Linked DNA regions of Mus musculus: region 2 is linked to region 1. Evidence: chromatin contacts called from public Hi-C data. All regions are on one chromosome and are shown on one strand. The core of a region is the stretch at or near the end of the contact, and the rest is flanking DNA. Distances in the headings are between cores, read along the strand shown.

Region 1 (3,068 bases), core at 196-2,695:
CTATGGCTCAGGGTTGGCATCTCCGTTATGAAATATGGTGAAACTCCCCGGTAGCTGCAAGAGCTGCCTGCCTACACTGGGTTTTTTTTCCATGGAGCCCACTGGGCGGCAGGCAGAGAGATCTGCCTCGGCGGCGAAAGCTTGGGGGGGGGGATGACAGAAGCCATCGGCTCCCAGAGGCACTGTAGGCTCCTAATTCACAATTATTTTTTTTTCTCTGTAGCTAATTTTTGTTAAGTATAGGAATTTCAGGAATCTTTCAGGAATTAGGGGAGAGTGCTCTTTCCTGAAATATGAAACATCTGCTCTTGGTCTCCTCGCGGACAGCCACTGTCTAGAGCAGGGGGAAAAAATCCCCACCCCCACCCCCCAAAAAAGAGGAGAAAAGAGTTGATATAAAGCAGACAGACATTGCTTCCAACAACACCCTGCCCCCACCGCATTTATTAATGAGAAAATAAATTTAGGGCCCAAGGTGTCAGACTGGTCACCAGGCATCTCTTACCGTTGGCTTTTGCTTCTTGACCCTCTGAGAGAGGAGAAAAAAAAATTCAATCTTTCAGAGTGTGAAGGCTACTCCCTGCCATTTACCATGCTCCAGAAAGTTAGGAGATATTTCTTACTCTTCTTTGTTTGTTTGTTTGTTTGTTTGTTTGTTTGTTTATCTATTGCATCAGTGTCTGTCTTCCTATTAGCCATAGGCACAAACACCTAGGGAATAGGTTGCAGACAGTTTGTCCAATAGCCACTCTAGGTATGCAAATTCTGAAAGTACTATTTACAAGTCCTGCCAGCCTCCTCTCCCCTCTCATTGGAGTCTTGCCATCCTCTACCACACATTATTTCTCTCAGTGCTTACATACATGCACCTATGCACGCACGCACTCGCACACACACACACTTGCGCACGCGCACCTCCAGCGCCCTGGATTCCCTGAGGTCCAAATGTCTGGGGACTGCTCTTTGGTTACATCAGTGAGAATCTTGTGGATTTCGTGAGACCCTCCATGGCCTCTTCACTGGGCTTGGCGAGCGTTTGGGGCCAGGCAGGAAAAGGAAGCCACAGAGACTCTCCCTATTTGGTTTTGGTACACCCTAACAGCTAACGCAGTGTCTGACACACATTGGACACTCAGTTTGTTCAGGGAAACATCGTGAGCAGCTGGAAGATCCTGTGAAGGAGAAGGAAGGAAAGACATCAGCCGGCCTTTGAGCATTTAGAGCAGAGAAAGACAGCTCATGGTTGGTCAGGGCAAAGGCTTCTTTCTAATCTGGTGGTAGAGCCACCGGACACTTTCCACTCCTGAAACTCTTTGAACCAGAGGCTTGGCACAAATTCCTGGATCCAAGTTCAAGGGTCCAGCCTTGCTCCCCTGGACAGCTCCCTTTGTCTGTGAGATTTGGTATTAAGGCTGTGGCTGCCTCCTCTTCTGCTTGCCTTCCTGCTCCTCTCTAATGAGCACACTCTGGCGCCAAGAAAGCTCCCAGCCACAGAGAAAAAGACTCAGGGGACTGGATTGTGAGGGACAAGCAAGCTCTGAGCTTGGAGGGTGGTCTGGGGGGAGGGGGGGCTCCCTTGTCTTCTTTGAAGCATGGAGGGGCTGGTTCCAGGGCTCTGTGGGAAAGCCTTTTGAAGACTGGTACTCTTGGGCCATGGGGCGCCACTATCCTTTAGTTGAGGGGGTCCCTGTTTTGTTCCAAAGAAGATGTGGTAGGGTTAACATAAAAGCTGCAGTTAACTAGGAACCCAGTGGTCTGTGTGGCTGCTCTGTTAATTGCTTGGTGAATTAAGCCCAGGAGGCATGAGGGGTGGGTGGAGAGAGCTGTTTTGAGAGGTTAAGGTCCTTGTAGACAGACTGATGCTAGGGTTATACTTGGGTGGAAACAAGCAAGCTGAATACCAGGAGAGCTACCCACAACCAGCTGACATGCTGAGCCCCTGTGACCTTAGTCAAGGCCTGCCCTGAGGATCACAAAAATGGTCTCTCCCCTGAGCAAGACTAGCTGGCGGACCATACCCGCCTGGCTCCCAGGCCACAAGTATCTGTACACATTTGGCCCTGGAGGGTCTGTTTGTATGCTCTTCTTTCCTTCAAGCTTGAGCTGAGAGATGGGGAAGAAAGAAAAGAGAAACTTCAGATTAAATGTGTATCCAGGACAATGAATTGTATCTCCAGTCAGGCTAGCTTCTATTGTCTAGCTTTTTGTTTTCTGAACTTTCGCTCATCATAAATCCTTTCCCGTCTCCTTTTGTGTGTTCAATTTTTTTTTTAAATTATTATTTGTAACAACTCTTTGTCCTTTGGCCAGTCCATGTCTGTCCCTCCTGACTCTGTAATACACACCACATTTTATCACTTGGGTCCTGATCATAGCCCCAGCCCGTCACTTGGAAACTTCGTGTCTTTAAGTTTTCAAAATTTTGTTTCTTTGGAATATTGTTGTGGGTAAGAGGTCCACTTGACCCTTTCTGAGGTGGTCTGTCTGTCTAGCTTTGCAACAGGCTTCCATTTCTGTCTTTCATATAGAAATCTCAACCCTGTGTGCTTATAACCCTCTTCGTTCCCTCTCTGGTTGTCTGCTTAGGAAAATAGTCTTGCTCCAGAAATTAAAAAAAAAAATGCCCCTGGACTTTCTTGTTTTTGGGTTAAACATTCCTTTACTTTGAGGCACAGAATAAAAATTACTTAGGAGAATAAAACCTGGGGTGACATACCCCACAGGAAGTGGGGACCTGGGCCTGCCTGATTCCTTAGCCGACCAGGGAGTCAGGGGCCTGCACAGCGCCTGGCCTCCTGCTAATGTTTCTTGAATCTCACTTTACCTCCAGCTAGAAGAGAGCTGACAGCCTCCAACAATGGCCTTCTTTCTTGCAGCAGGGCCGGTGTTTTGATAGTGTCAGGTTACACCCCTGCCTCCCCCTGGCCCATTTATAAACCTGACACAGGCAACATGATGTCATGTTACTTTTTTCAGCGTCTCAATGAGGGAATTTTTAACCCCCCAGGTCAGGAGGATGATAGTTGGTTTTTGCTGAAATGAACCATGGCATGGTATAATTAATATGT
Region 2 (3,068 bases), core at 382-2,881, 960 kb before region 1:
TTGTGGTTCCTGATATCAGATTCATGTCTTCTGGCTTTTACCTGCTCAGCTATATCCCTAGCCTGTTTGTTTCTTTTTAAAGTTGCAACCTCTTTTCCCTAAACATTTATCATTTTTTAACAGGTACATAGCTAGGTTCTCAGGATGTCCACTATACTTTATATATATATATATATATATATATATATATATAACTTTACTCTGTGAACCACACTGGGAACTTCTGGAAGAGTAATATGTACCATACCCTTGATTGCTCTTCCATCTCTCCAGCTCTTAAAACAGTCTTTGGCTGAGCAACTTACTGACTGTGGGAAGAGAGACGACTAAATAGTTAGAACAACAAAACAGCAGCCAACACTTTCCACCTTTTACTGTGAACTGTTTCAAACACATTACCTTAGCTGTTCAATTAGTGTTTACCTCAGCATGCAGTAGGCACCACCTCTAATTTTCCAAAGTTTGAAAATGAGTGAGGAATTCTGAAATTCAGAATGATAATTAAACTTCATGGCTCACCTATCTACTAAATCGCCAACCTGGGCTTCAGCCTTGGCTATAGGCTAACTGAAACTTGTAGCATGTCTTCTATCCTCCGTACTGCTGGGTAAAGGCTGAGACTCTCAGTATTGATGGAACCTTCCTCTGGAAGGTTCTGGAAGGTTCCTCTGGAAGGTTCCAGGGGAGCTGATATCCAATTCTTGAGAAGTGGAGATCTCTCAGGCAAAGTAGAAAGGGCTATATTCTGCCAAATAAGAGTTTCCCATGAGAGGACATGCCAGAGTCAGCAGGTGTGTGAAGAGGATTTCTTGGGAAAACCACAGCAACTCTGGAGCCAGAGGTACAAAATGCTATGGTGCTGAGGAGGAAAGTGAGGTCAGTAGGAGCCCAACTGCTATAGAATCTTTTGTTCCAAGTTAGAGAATGTGGACTCTACCCTAAGACCTGTGAGGATCTTCTAATGGCTTCCTTGATTGACATGTAGTTTACTACAGTCTTGTGTATATACTTTCTGATGACTCTGTGTGAAAGGTGACCATTCCAAGGAAGCAGCTGCTTCTTTCCCATGGTTCTGCCTCCACATATCGTGTCTGAAACCTGCACACACTGGGTTTTGGTTATTAATGACATTCACTCATGCACAATGTATTCCATACTATCTCTGGCACACCTATTGTCTTTCATAAGTGAGCTAGGTACTAGGATGACAAAGAGGAAGTGACGTACATGGGTGTGATCACCAGAGCAGGATTTATTGGTAGAAACAGTACATATCTAATCCGAGTTAAAAGCAGCAGGGAAGATGCTGTGTAATGGGTGTATTTGACGGGAAGAGGATGTATGGTCCAAGAGGTAACAAGTGCTGATAGCTAAGAACAGGCGCTAAAGTCACCCTCCTCTGGGTTCAAATCCCAGCTTTGCCCTACATTTGCTATGTGACACCAGGCCAGTTACTGAGTTGCTCTGAGTCTCAGCATCATCATGTAATAACTGCACATCATAACATTAACCACCTCATAAGGTTGCTACGAAGATAAATTGAGTGAACATTTTGAAGTTACTAAGTCCAATATAAAAACAGGAGCCCTGAAGTGACAATGTTCCCCAGTAGATGTCACTGCTACATAGCAAGTTAGGTGAGATAATATCTGTGTTCAGGGCGACCACTTAACCACCCCTTCTGAAAATTGGTGCATAAATGGCTTTACTCTCAAAATACAAAACCCAAAAGAGGGTTTGCAGGCTGGGAGCTGTGCAACAGTGAGGACAGACCCAAATGTAGGGCAGAGACCCATCACTTCATCAGATTTTCATGAATGTTCCAAGCTTTCTCTATATTGGTTCTCTTGTAGAACACATTTTTCTCTAGGATTCTAAGAAAGCATGGATTGAATTCCATCAGCCATGCCAGAGAGCACAAATCTTTCATGAGGAGGTCTGTGGATAATGACTGGTTGAGCTTCCAAAGGTGCTAACATGGAGAGGTAGGAGAAGGTAGCAGGCACAGAACCTTGAGAGGTAGCAGCAGGTGACTTTGGAGAGGGGCGACTTTGTGACAGCTAAGGTTGACGTTATTGCTTTCTGTTCTATGAGCCAGGAAAGGTCAAAATGAATTTGTTCAGAGTTTCCTCATGTCCTGTAGAACTCAGCACAGCTGGGGATGAGATTTCTTTCTTGTTCTCTATTCTGACATGGCCAGACTTCAAGGTAAAGTTGATGGGCTAAAAGCAGAGAGGTCACCACACACTCCTTTCCTTAGACTTGCATAGAACATTTCCTGTGGGCTTGGTTTTTGTGTTGCATGAAAGGATACAGAGCTGAATAATTCATGCCTAGTTTCTTCCAGCTGTTTACAGTCCAGGCTTTAGTGGGAGAGACAGGCATGTCCTACTGTGGAGGCAATGGAACATTTTACACAGTATTTTAAAAATGCTAACAGAGTTTTGAAGAAGAAGTTGAGATAACATATGGTCTTTGTTTTGCAGGATGAGTAGGAGTCTGTACTTTTTAGAAAAGGGAAACACTCTGGGTAGAAATATCATCACATATGCATCTTAATGGAAGAACAAGGAGTGGTTGCTCTGAGCTGAAGGTCTGGATGCTTGGCTAAGAGATGAGATCTGCCTTGAGCTTCAACAAGGTATACAGTGGCACTGAGAAAGACTGGCGCTCTTATCCACAGAATCAGAAAGTGTTTCAGTCTTGCAATTACCTTTCCACATTGTGGAATCAATTCGTTCTATAACTTCTACTTCCTAGATTGGTATTTAATGCTAAGTTTGCTCTGCACAAGCTTGGTCTGAGAGGGTAGAGGAAAGTCCTGTTCTTTTTCTTATAATACTTAAAATAAATGTGTGGTGGTCTCCCCTATTAGTTCTCTGCTGATACCACAAGACCAACAGGATGTCCTAGGGCTCAACTCAGTTCTGACACTTAATACCTGAAGTTAGCATAGAACCAACTTGTAGAGGGCTCAGTTTGCATTTCCAAGGTCCCATGTTTTTGTTGCCTTTTCTACTGATTGGGACACTGCCCTCCCTGTTCCAGTGAATTGCAGTAATGGGACA

The links. A called contact is a pair of places that touch in the nucleus more often than the background predicts.
Region 2: a contact with region 1 is called in a Hi-C map of cortical neurons. The contact joins two enhancer-like sites. A contact is called at or near these places in 31 of 484 Hi-C or Micro-C datasets (the C2C12 cell line, the HPC-7 cell line, the N1E-115 cell line and 15 more), 6 of 115 datasets of contacts at active chromatin or transcription factors (embryonic basal ganglia, embryonic fibroblasts, embryonic stem cells and 1 more) and 3 of 9 other capture datasets (embryonic stem cells, embryonic tail and embryonic trunk).

Annotation. Positions count from the first base shown.
Region 1 is chr1:168,382,813-168,385,880 of GRCm38.p6, reverse strand. All of the region lies in intron 2 of Pbx1 (pre B cell leukemia homeobox 1), which reads left to right. Gm51671 (a long non-coding RNA gene) reads right to left here. Exons shown (of 2, transcript XR_003948152.1): 2 at 1-3,068. Among named protein-coding and RNA genes, the nearest start is that of Gm51671, 38 kb to the right of the region's middle. Within about 2 kb of position 1,445, at least 83 of the 459 cell types and tissues checked have an H3K27ac peak or open chromatin away from gene starts, as enhancers often do. A contact at or near this core is called in cortical neurons, where this site is marked.
Region 2 is chr1:169,346,479-169,349,546 of GRCm38.p6, reverse strand. No RefSeq gene overlaps it. Among named protein-coding and RNA genes, the nearest start is that of Gm34477, 16 kb to the left of the region's middle. Within about 2 kb of position 1,631, at least 9 of the 459 cell types and tissues checked have an H3K27ac peak or open chromatin away from gene starts, as enhancers often do. A contact at or near this core is called in cortical neurons, where this site is marked.